2 separate regions of the Anas platyrhynchos genome follow, and region 2 is linked to region 1. A link is a contact called in public Hi-C data. All regions are on one chromosome and are shown on one strand. The core of a region is the stretch at or near the end of the contact, and the rest is flanking DNA. Distances in the headings are between cores, read along the strand shown.

Region 1 (5,999 bases), core at 3,228-5,727:
GGGTCCCTTCGAGGCCATGGGTGATTGATGCTGTTTCTTGCGGTCATGCCAAGGCCGAGCACCTCACCACTGCATGTGGCTGCAGCTCCAGCCCCAAACCCACGGAGAAAGACCCCGTGTTGGCAAAACCTTACATTGGCAAGACCTCTTTCCATGACGACTGCAGGAAGTGACTGAGGGAGAGAAATGAGCTAATGGAAAGCTGAGACTGGGTGGGGTATGGCTGGTCTCGTGTGGACCCATTAGTTACTCAATCAAATGCAGCACACACACACATTGGGACCTTCCAGTGACCGGCAGGGAGCCTGAGCCCCAGCACCCTTGGGCAGGGCCAGTCGTGCTTTTCATGCTTTGAGAAATGTCCATGCACCAAAAAGCATGGGGCATAGCTGGGAGCATGGCAATCCTACCCACAGTGTGCCCCAAAATGTGGCTCTGCTGAAACGTGTCTCATACTGCTCCAGGATGAGGATGGAGATTGAGATCTCCTCCCCGGGCCATGCTTAGAACAGCCAGTGATGCTCTAGAAGGATGCTGGTGTTTTAACAGCAGCCAGGGCTCAATTTGCAGATTTTGTGAAGGGCCAGTGGGCTCCTGGGGGGCTGGAGCAAGCAGCAGGTACACCACCCCAAGCACACACTGCACCCCAGCATCCCACTAGTGGATTTCACATGAAAATAGCTCTGAACAAGGAAGTTGACAAGTCTGAATGTTTTGATTACCAAAAATTAGACTAAGCAGAGAGTTGATTTAATTCCCAGGTACTACAGAGCCCTGTCCAGCCTCACAACCTGCCTCCTCCTGCCCCATGCCTTGAGATGCATGCCTCTGGGATGCTGCGGCAGGCAGACTTACAGAGGTCTGCATTTCAGACTGTTTGGGGTGCTAACTCATTAGCTAGCAAGTAACAGATGGTAAACCAAGGCACAAAAACATAAGGGTGCTTGCCCATGGGCAGAGGTGATGTCTCTGTCCCTTGCTGCTTGATTTCAAGACTGTAACACCAGTCTGGAAGATGTGGTGGACAAACACTAGGCACTTGCTCAGCAGAGGGATGGGGAGGTGAAATTAAAATTTTAGCCTATACAATGCCAGGTAGGACCAAGCAGATGTACCAGCCTCAGCTTCCCAAGACAGTGACAGACCCTGCTCAAGGTGATGCTGTTTGGACCCGAGCATCAGGGCAGGGCAGCAGCAAGGACCTCCGTATCCCCAGTCTCTCCCTGCTCCATGACCTCTGGGAGCACGCTGGGGCAAACCCAGTTTTCCAGACCCAACTTCAGAGCAGATATGGTGGAAAATTGTGCTCGTCGTGACTCCTCACAGACCATGGCCATCCTCCACGGGGGAGAGCAGCCCTCTGTCCCCCAGGTAGCCCTCGCTGGGCTGGCATCCAAACGCAGAGCTCTGGGCTCCTCCACCACCACCAGGTCTCCTCTCCCTCTAGCTGATGCAGTGCAGATCTTCCCGTGGGTGCTGCCCTGGGCAATGGGGGATATCCCCCGCTGCAAACACATCTAAGGTTCGGATAGAGGAAAATCCCCTGACCCAGGAAGGACAGATCTCCATCCCCACAGGGTCTGCAGCATCGGCTGGACAATGTTGGGTTTGTGCTGGGGTTGGACACATCTGGGGGCCCCTTCCCCTGAGGCCATGATCTGCCCTTCACACATAGCTTTCCTTTGAGCTATGCATCCCCTGCGCTCCGCACAGGCACCGTAAAGCTGTGTCACGCCCGCCAGCATCCCGGAGCGAGCAGCGTTTCCTATGACAACGCCGTAAACACGCGCGGTGCCGGATGCTGTCCCCCCCCCGGGGCAGGTGTGGGGCTCCTCTGTAGCTATGGCGAAGGTGTGTTTACGGCGGTGTTTGGCCTGTTGGTGCTACCCCCGGGACAACCGGGGTGCCTGGGCGTGCAACAGCCGGGCAAGGCTGTTCGGGGTGTTAATGGGAACAGCGTGTGGCCCACGCCTGCTGGCTGTGGTGAGGAGACCCGCAGCGGGGACCCTGTGCTCGAGGCACCCCTGGGGCGACCACCTCTTGGTCCACCACACGCTGCCACGCGGCCCTGGATGCAGTCCCAGGCACTCTTGCTCCAGGCAGGTTTTCTCACCCAGATATTGCGCTATGCAGCAAACAGCATCTTTTCCACTTGGGCCTCTTGCTTTCTGCCTTCTCCCTTGCTTATAGGAGCGTGCCCATAACTGTGCCTTCCTGGTGCTGGCCAAATTGCACAGCTTTTCCCCGACACTTTGCAAACTCCAGTGAAAGCTCCCAGCCCTTCCCCGCGGGCAGCTCATGGATGGCTTGGCTCTGCCATGGCCAAATTGCAAAGGGCTTGGATCCCAGTCTCAGGCGTGAGTGCCAGGGGCGGGGAAAGCTTGCCTTGCCTCTATTCTTTCTAGGTACAAAACATGCTTTCAAAAGTCAGAGCCATTTCACTGGCAAGGGGTGGAAGCTGCTAGAGACGTCCAGCTGCCCCAGTTACAATTTCCAGCAAGGCCACATTCCCAGTCCTGCTCTCTGCATGTTTTGCAGGTACATGTATTGGGGATGCGTTCTCTGGAGCCTGGCCAGTGCCACCAGGGTCTGCGTGCCCATGGGTCATGCTGCTGCAAAGCTGCTCTGCACTGTTCTGTCTGTTCCTGGGCTGCTGCCCTTGCTGGAGCACAGAGAGCTTGTGTTTAACAACCGTGCGTCTCCTTCTTCGAGCACTACATCAATCAGCAGTGAGCATTCAGCTCAGCCAGCCCGGCTGTGCACGCTGCATTGTGGGGTGCTCCTTCACATCTCCCCTCCCATCCCCGAAACTGCAGCCCAGAGCCTTTTGTGGGGCTGTAGGTGAGCACAAGATGGGTGCCTGTGCAGAGTCCCAGCAGCTCCTGCATGGCCCCCTGCACCTCAGTGTGTTCCAGCACTGGGTGTGTTATTCAGTTTTCACCCCCTGGATTTCTGGGGGCTGCAGCCATCAGCACTTTCTCTAAAATAAAGTTGGAGCTGAGATAATGCAAGTGGCCGGGCCAGGAAGGGGAGCAAGGATGCAGCTCACGTCTTCAAGTGGGCATCCAGGCTGGGGACCTCGCACCTCTCGCAGGGAGATGGGTGGATTTGCAGATTATTTGTGCTCCCAAAAGTTTCTAAAAAAGTTTCTAAAGCCGTGGAGGGAGTGCATGGAGCTGAGGGGCACAGGCCCACGAGGGAGGGGGGGTGCAGATGGGGCATTTCCCTGCACCTGCTCCCTGTCCCCGAGCTCGTCGTGAGCACCTCGAGGTGCCCCGTGCTGCGTCTGGGTTTGCGCCCTGGGGTCAGAGCCGGGTCCAGCACAGCCGGGGCTGCACCCGGGGTGGGGGGATCGGCCTGGAAGCGGGGGGGACACGCGGTTTTGCCCCGGAGCAGCCATGCTCGGCTGCACGCTGGCCAAGAACCCCCGCTCCGGGGCCTGGGGGCCGCGGTGTCTGTCGGCGGCCGGGCCTCGGGGTGAGCGCCGTGTCCCCAGGACACCCCGTCCGGGGAGGGGGCCGGGCCGCGCTGTGCCCCCCCGGCCGGACAGCCCCGGGCGCAGACGGCTCGTTTTTCCGCGAATTCCCCGTCCTGTCCTCCTGGCCGACACCCCACGGCTGCCACCTAACGGCCACCAAGGGCCGAGCGGCGGGGACACGGCGGGCGGTGGCCGCGGCGGCGGGGCCGAGCCGAGCGCACGGCGGCTGCGGCCCGAACCCGCGGGTCCCCGCCGCCTCCCCGAGCCCCAGCGCGGGCCCTGTCGGGGCCGGGACCCCTCGGGGAAGAGCAGGGGAAGCGGGGCCGGTCCCTGTCCCCGTCCCTGTCCCCGTCCCGGTCCCGGTCCCGGTCCCTGTCGCCACCCCTGTCCCCATCCCCATCCCCGTCCCAACCCATCCCCGGCCGCTGCAGGTATCGGGGCGCTGGGGACAAACAAGCGGGGACCGAGCTGGGAGAAACCCCAACGCCACAACTGCGGCACTTCTCGGCCGCCCCCCGTCAGCTCGTTTCTAACGCCGCTCAGTCCCCCCGCCTGCCGTCCCTCCGTCCCCCCGCTGCAGGCGGGTCCTCACCTGGCACCCGAGCACGCTCCGGGGGACGCTCCGGGCCCCCGCCGTGCCGGGGCAGCCCCCACCCCTGCACCCCTGCACCCCGCCGCTGGCCCGGTGCCACCCGGGGTGTGCCACCCCCGTGCCACCCCGGCCCGGCCCCTCCGCTCCCCTCCGCGCCCCTCCGCTCCCCTCCCGCCGGAGGCTGCCTTGGCAGCTCCCCTGCAATTTTGGCAGAGCCGCACCAGAATTGGAGAGAGCGGCGAGGGAGAGAAATTACAAAAAAAAAAAAAAAAAAAAAAAAAAAAAAAAGGAAAGAAAAAGGAAAAAAAAATACAGCCCAATAGCCTGGAGAGGCTTGTGTGTTTGCCCTTTCGTCATGACGTAGTGTCCTGTGCCTCTCTCCCCCCTTCTCTCGTTCCTTTTCCCCTCCCTCCTTCCAACCCCCACACCCCCCCTTCCCCTCACATCCTTGGAAGCAACAATTAAGCAGCTCTGGGATAAAACACACTGACTGCGAGAGCACGGGGGCATTGCTTCAAGAGATGGCAAAGCAGGCAGCTGCACCCCTCCTTCCCGGAGTCCTCCTCCTCTTCTCCATCCTCCCGGCTTCCCAGCAAGGAGGTAAGGAAAGAAAAGGCTCCTTCCCCTTAGCACAGGGAGGCTCTGCCCGGACCTCCCCATCCTGCCCCGGCTGAGGAGGGACGAGCAGCCCCTGCCCTGCCTTGGGGACAACCGGGGGCGGCAGGGCAGCCCGCCTGGGTGCCACCTCCCTGGAGGGCTCCTTGCTCCCCGCATGCATTGCCCAGGCAGGGTGGGATGGCACCCGGGGGGACGCTCAGCTCTCCGGGGCAGCACTGCCAAGCACTTTCCGGGGGGGCTCCAAGGCACCGCATCCTGCCCAGGCACTGGGGATGTGCAGGCAGGGTGAGCACTGCAAGTGCCAGGGGCCGGGGGGCTGACCCCCATCGCCCTCCCGGTGTATATCCCGGTGTGGGCTGGGGGTGTGTGTGTGTGTGTGCATCCCGCAGCCCATGTGTGCAAGCTGCTGCGTGGTGGCCGTGGCAAAGCCCCCAGTTGGGCACCGCTGCAGAGCACCATGGCCCAGGACTGCGGTGCCTGGTCTGGCCCCTGCGCCGTCCTCTTGTGCTTGTGTCACCGGTGTCGGGGTGGCTGTGTGTGTCCCCAGTGCCACCCAGACCCCGGCTGGGCAGCACTGGCCGCAGCGGCTGCGTGGCACCTCTGGCACACACACATGCACGTGCATGTGCCAGGGCAGGGGACAAAAGCCACCGTGTGCCGGGGAGCCCCCCTGTGTCCCGCTGCACTGCGGGAGGGAGCCGGAGCAGCTCACGCAGCAGGTGCCTGCCCACGGGACAGCTCGTGTTTCGTGGCGGGGCCGTGAGCACGCAGAGGGGAGAGCTGCTCCCAGCACAGACGTGGAGCTGCCCACAAGGGCAAAACTGGGCAAAGGGCTGCGAGGTGGGGACGGCGTGCTTCGGGGTGGGACAGTCACCTCTGCTGGGGCTGGGTTGAAGGGGGACAGTGCCTGTCTGCCTGCACGGGGAAAATGCAATGGCTAAAGGGGGAGAGGCAGCAGCAGTGATGGGGACAGTGCCAGAACCATTGCATGGGGCCAGCGGAGTGGGGACAAGGCAGGATCCCATGGGCAGGGGAGGGCAGTGCCAGTGCTGAGCCACCCAAGGCAGAACCCTCGGGGCTGCTGTTGGCAGCCAGCAGTTCCGTCCACCAGCGCCCTGCTCTGCTCCCAGGACCCTGGCCCCCGGCTGGCCTGTCCCCTGCCATGTGCACAGGGTCACCCCCAGCAGTGCCGAGCCAGCACCCATGGAGCTGAGCTGCTGTCAGTGCCTGATCCTGAGTAGCTTGGGACCCAGGAGCCATCCCTGATGGGATGCAGCTCAGTCCTGGCCACTCTCCGTGCCTGGCAGTGAT
Region 2 (6,060 bases), core at 1,575-4,074, 59 kb before region 1:
TGGCAGTGGGTCCCAGCAGGGCTCCAGCATGGTCTCCTGGTCCTCTGTGACCTCATGGATGGAAAGGACTGAGCCCACTCTGTGCTATCTCTGGTGCTGGGTGATGTCCACGGTGTTCCATCTTACTGCTGACCACTAGCCCTGCTTCACAGGCTACAGCACCAGTAGGATATGGGGTCACCACAACAGGGTGCCCCTGCACCCCACAACAGCAGCAGGACATGGTGGATCTCACAGGCAGCACTCCTGGCTGTGACCCCCTGTTAGGGACAAGGTGTTCCTCCGGAAGGTGCATGTCCTGAAACCTCCTGTCCTGGTGCCTTAGCGACCTTGGCACTTGGTTATCTGGGTCCCTTATCTTGGCGCCCCACCTAGCATGATGCTGACCATGGTCACCCTGGTGCCAAGGCCATGGGTGAGTCCTGGTGCCAAGGCCCAGTGCCAGCCCAAGCACCACTGCTCAGGGACAATTGGAGGAAGCTGTGTCCCTTGGCAAGCCCTGAGATTTCTTCTGGGAGTGACATGGCTGGGACCATGCTTGTTAACATGGGCATGGGTCACACACACCTCCCAGGGGCACCCAGACAAGCTCGCACTGAGAGAGCTGTGTCCATGCACACACGTGTGTGCAGAGAAGGAGGCACAGTGTTGTGTGCACGCAATCTGCGTGTGCTCACACACTGGCACACGGGTGCCCTCGTGCTGTGCAGCCAGGCTGTGTGCTCAGGGGAGGTGCCATGGTGAAGCACCTCAGCATCTTCTGCTGGCACTCAGCTCCTAAGAGCCCTCAAACCTGCCCAGGCTCTTTGCCACCCCTCCACTGCCTCTGAAACTTGGGTGCCACAGGGTTCCTGGGTGCCACAGGGTTCCTGGGTGCCACCCTGCCTTGCCCCACCTCTGCTCCCTGCAGAGCTCCCTGCTCGGTGCTGCATGTCTGTGGGGTGCCTGCGGTGCTTGGAGGAGGCCGGAGCAGTGCAGACGTGCACGACAAGCTCCTTATAAGGCTGGAGATACGCGGGCGGCCGCTGCTTTCCCAGGCAGCCAGGAGTTCCTAGAAGTTAGCTTCTGGTGCCAGAGACCAAGTCCTGGAGAGCTGCGTGGGCCAGCCTTCCTGGAAGGAGTCTCTGGCTGCGGCAGCGCCCGCCTTGTGCCAGCTCTTGCCCTGCCATGCACTGCCCTGGTGGGGGTGGCTGTGCTCCCTGCGTGTTCCCCTGGGCCATGGCTGCGCATGTGGAAAGCCCTGGCATGGCCAAGGCTGGCACCCAGCTCTCCATCCCAGCCCAGCCCCTGCAGACGCGTGGACAAGAGCCATCGCCATCGCCATCGCCATCCATGTCCCCAGCCCCAGCCCTAAGCCACTGCTGGCCCCATTCCCCAGCCAGGAAAACCCCAGGCTTGAGCTCAAGTGTGTCCGGTGGCTGATAACATCCACAGCTTGTAGCCGTGCAGCTCCTGCTCATGCCTTGCATCCTCCTGTTCTACCAGCAGCACTGTGGGTCCTTCCAGCTTCCTTGAATTGGGTAAAGGTGTCTCCTGCTGCTGGCATCTCCCCACGACTTGAGAGCTGTCCCATTTGCCTTGACACCACCATGTGCTCAGGACACCCAGTGTGCATCCTCCATGGGTCCATCTTGTGTCCAGTGGCACCTCCAGTCCCACATGGACACCTGAAAGGTGTCTGTTCCCCATCTCGGGCATCCCTGACACTTACAGACCACTTCCATCCCCTGACATAGCTCAGTTGCTCTGTGCAGACTGTGTCCCCTCCTCCAAGTGGCCAAGATGTCCCCACTGACAGCATCAGTTCAGCATGTGCCTGGACAGGAGATGGCCATGAGATGATGGGCAGACTCCAGGACCTCAGGGAAGTGTGCGGACACCTGTGCACAGCTCCACCACTGGTCTGTGCATCCCAGAAGAGGGCATGTGGTGGACAAGCACCAGCACAGAGGTGGCAGGTCCCAACCCCAAGCATCCCAGCTCCTTGATCTGAGGATCCTGACTTCTGTGACCCCAGAATCCTTTTGACCCTTTGATCCTCGTGACATGGCCACCCATTGTTGCTGGCTTAGGGTGACATCTGCAGAATGCCTTTCTCCTGGGGGCTCCCACCAAAGCCTTATGTGGCCCACATGATCGGCCCTAAGCACAAAACCTTCCTGCAGTGTCACATCGCGCCAACTTTCCCTTACTCCAGTCGTCAATGCCATTCACCTGCTGCTGTCCTGAGACCTCCTGACCTTTGTGTCCCTCACTGTGCCTCTTGTTCCCCAGAGATCCAGATGATTTTGACCCAAAACTGTGTTGTGTCTGCTAGCTGCCTGGCCTGCTGCTCCAGCACAGTCTGTCCTCTCCCTTTCCTCTCCCTTATAGCCTAGATGATCCCGTGTCACCCGCCTCCTTCTCCAGCCTTCCTAGCAATTACCTTGTCTTTAAAAAAAAAAAAAAAAAAAGAGCTTTGTTGATTTTTTTAAAGGTGCCAAGTCAATCTGGTACAGTCTATCCCTGATAAACAGCCCTCCCTCAGGGCCTCTTGGGACCAGAAATAGCACAGGGGCTGGACCCGCTCAGAGCAAACATTCCTCCCCACACACGCATGTCTGCTTCCCCTGGCTGCCGTCCATCCGTCTGTCCATCTGTCCGTCCCCTGAGAGCAGCAGCACCTCGGGGCACCAGTGCCACTGTTGCCTCCCGCAGGTCCCAGTAGTGGCAGTGCCCAGGGAGGGACATGAGCTCACCGTTCCTGCAGAGGAAACCCTGTACTAACTAACAAGTGTCACTGAGTCACAGCAATCCCCCGGTGGCAGCCAGCAGTGCCCTGCAGGTCTGGGCCACCCAGCCCGGTGGTGCTGATGTGGCCCCAGCTGTCACAGCGTGGCTGGAGCACCTTGGGGTGTGCTGCGTGCTGCGGCCACCTCCTGGGGACACGGCTGCTGCGGGACAGTCCTGCTCCTGCAGTGGGGACCAGCTGCTCGCTGTGCCCTGTGCCCCTGTACTTGTGGCTGCCCCAAGCTCTCCTGCCTCCATCTTGCTCATCCCTCAAAGCAGCAGACACAGGGCAGGGGCAGTATCGTGACCCTTCTAAGTTGGGTGAAGGGAAGCAAAGCACCGTGTGTGGGTGCCATAAGGCTCACAGAATCCCAGCACGGCTGAGGCAGGCAGGGACCTCTGGATCCTTCAGAGACAACCCTGCTCCAGCAGGGCCACCCAGAGCAAGGTGCCCAGGACCACCTGCAGGTGGCCTTTGCAGATCCCCAAGGAGGAGACTCCAGCACCTCTCTGGGCAGCCTGTGCCAGTGCTCGGTCACTGCACAGCACACAAGTGCTGCCTGGTGCTCAGAGGGAGCCTCCTGTGCCCCTGTTTGGGCCCACTGCCTCTGGTCCTGGCACTGGGCACCACCGAAAGGAGCCTGGCTCCGTCCTCTTTGCACCTTCCCATCAGGTATTTACGGGCATTGATGAGGTCCCCCTGAGCGTGCTCTTCTCCAGGCTGAGCAGTCCCATCTCTCTCAGCCTCTCCTCACAGCAGAGGGCTCCAGGCCCTCCAGCACCTCCGTATCCCTTTGTTGGACTCCCTCCAGTAGCTCCAGGTCTCTCTCCTACTGGGGAGCCCAGCACTGGACACAGGTCTCCAGGTGTGGCCTCGCCAATGCTGAGTGGAGAGGAAGGATCACCTCCCTCCACCTGCTGGCAGCACTTTGGCTAATGCAGCCCAGGATACCATCAGCCTTCTTTGCCCAAGGGCACGCTGCTGGCTCATGGCCAGCTTGGTGCCCACCAGGACCCCCAGGGCCTTCTCTGCCAGGCTGCTTGCCAGCTGGGTGCCCCAGCCTGTCCTGGGAATTCCCTGGAGCCCAGGAACATCCCTGCCCTCGTCTGGTGATCATCTCCCTGTGCTCTGCGCTGGTGAGGCTGCACCTCGAGTGCTGTGTTCAGTTTTGGGCCCCTCACTACAAGAAGGACATTGAGGCCCTGGAGCATGTCCAGAGAAGGGCTGTGAAGCTGGTGAAGGGCCTGGGACACAAGTCCTGTGAGGAGCACCTGAGGGAACTGAGGGTGTTTGGTCTGGAGAAGAGGAGGCTCACAGGGGGGCTTATTGCTCTCTGCAACTGCCTGAAAGGAAATTGTGGGGAGCTGGGGGTTGGCCTCTTCTCACAGGTAACTAGTGATAGGACCAGAAGGAATGGCCTCAAGTTGTGCCAGGAGAGGTTTAGGTTGGAAATTAGCAGACATTTATTCTCAGAAAGAGCAGTCAGACATTGAATGGGTTGCCCAGGGAGGTGGTGGAGTCACCGTCCCTGGGGGTGTTTAAAGAAAGGTTGGACCTGGTGCTTAGGGACATGGGTTAGTGGGTGATGGTGGTGGTAGGGGGATGGTTGGACCAGCTGATCTTGGAGGTCTTTCCCAACCCTAATGATTCTATTATTCTATGATTTTATGTGGTGTTTGCCTCCTTTGCCCTGTGTTGGGAGAGTTCTGGGAGCCAGAAGAGGAAGGGACAGTACCTACTGCCCACCCCAGGACCTCGGCTCCCCAGAGCACATCCCACTGCTCCCTGGGGACAGTCCTCTTCTTCTGGAGGGGAAGGGCTCCTGACACAATCAGTGTCCTAAAGCACCACTGATGTGACTGTGAGAATACAGAGATGGAGCACCCAGGCCCTGCCCACCACATCTCTGCACATTGAACAGAGAGGAGGACTCAGAGGCCAGCGCTCCGTTCCTGCTGGCTCAGCGAGTCCCACTGCTGTGTGATTGCTTCTCCACAGACATTAGCAGCTGGGCTCGATGATCCTTGTGGGTCCCTTCCAACTCAGGATACTGCTTGATTCTGTGATTTTTATGGCTCTTCTTGGAGCTTTCATCCAGCCAGCCTCCCCTGTGAAGGCCACATGAAGAAGTGAGCCCAGCGCCCGGTGGGGTCACACCAAAACACCCAGAGCCTTCCTGCTTCTGCTCCAGCCCCTCTGTGTCACTGCACATTCACGAATTACCTGCCAGGCCCCCAGGCTGCAGCCTGGGATGGAGCCCCCAGCCCTGGAATGGGCTCAGGGCCCTTGGCCTGTGGATTTGGGACCAGAGCCCCCTGTCCTTGCTCTGCTCCTGCTGGAGTGGCTTCACGCCATCGGGCATTGTAGTTGCTCTCTCCCTCTGCAGCCCGTGCCATCTGCCAACAATATTAATTATGTTTTTCATCCATTAATCACTAATGACATTAATCATGTTGTCTTCATCCACAGAAGTGTTAAATAGCGGAGGACTGCAGGAACTCACTAAAAACAAACCTCATAAGTGATGGGCCTCTTCACAGCCACTTCTGAGAGCTGACAGTCAGCCAGCTTTTGATTGCTTTTCACGTATGCCATGTGGCTTTTATATTGTTTAGTCTCTAATTGAGATCCGGGGCAGTATTGAATTACCTGTCCCGCAGCTGTGCACTGCATCGGCTGGAACCACACCAGCGAGCTGTCATGTTTGCTGTACGCCGTCCCCCATGCGTGCACGTGCAGTGGCTGCTGCGCTGTCAGCTGTCCATCAGCATCTCACAAATGCAGTCACTTTGCCCAGCCTGTGGCTGCCCTTGACCGGGTCAGGCTGGCAGGAGTGTGACCAGCAGCGTGAAACATGGTCCTCAGCTGGGACACTGAGCTCCTGCACCTCCTGGTGGGAGAGGCTTTCCCTGCCCCCCCATGGTATGGTGGGATGGGGGCTCTGGAGGCTCTGACTCATGGCAGAACCCTCTCCAGCACGAGGCTGGGGGCTGTGACTTTGTCCACCTGAGGCTTGGAAGCCTCTGGAGATGGAGGTCCCCCCTCCCAGCTCTTTTGCTTGTTCTTACACTGGGATCATCTCCAAGAGCCAGTATTGTGTCTTCAGCACAGGAATGAACATGCCAAGTCTTAGCCAAAAAATGCAGAGTCTCAACTTTTCTACCAAGAACAAAGAAATCTTTCTCATGGGCTGCAAAATACTTTCAGTAGGGGATGCTCTCCCTGTTTTCCTTACCACAGTAATGTATAGCTCTCATCATCACATCAAGAACATTTATGCGCATAAGTGA

What was found. Hi-C and Micro-C count contacts between places; a contact is called where the count stands out from the background.
Region 2: a contact with region 1 is called in a Hi-C map of skeletal muscle, with 1.7 times the contacts expected there. The contact joins the enhancer-like site here to the promoter of ELN in region 1. A contact is called at or near these places in 3 of 8 Hi-C or Micro-C datasets (liver, skeletal muscle and small yellow follicle).

What each region holds. Positions count from the first base shown.
Region 1 is chr20:10,844,455-10,850,453 of IASCAAS_PekinDuck_T2T, reverse strand. ELN (elastin) reads left to right here and starts at 4,477. Exons shown (of 34, transcript XM_072026020.1): 1 at 4,477-4,670. The coding sequence starts at 4,592.
Region 2 is chr20:10,902,060-10,908,119 of IASCAAS_PekinDuck_T2T, reverse strand. No RefSeq gene overlaps it. Among named protein-coding and RNA genes, the nearest start is that of METTL27, 34 kb to the left of the region's middle. Within about 2 kb of position 2,824, at least 2 of the 8 cell types and tissues checked have an H3K27ac peak or open chromatin away from gene starts, as enhancers often do. A contact at or near this core is called in small yellow follicle, where this site is marked.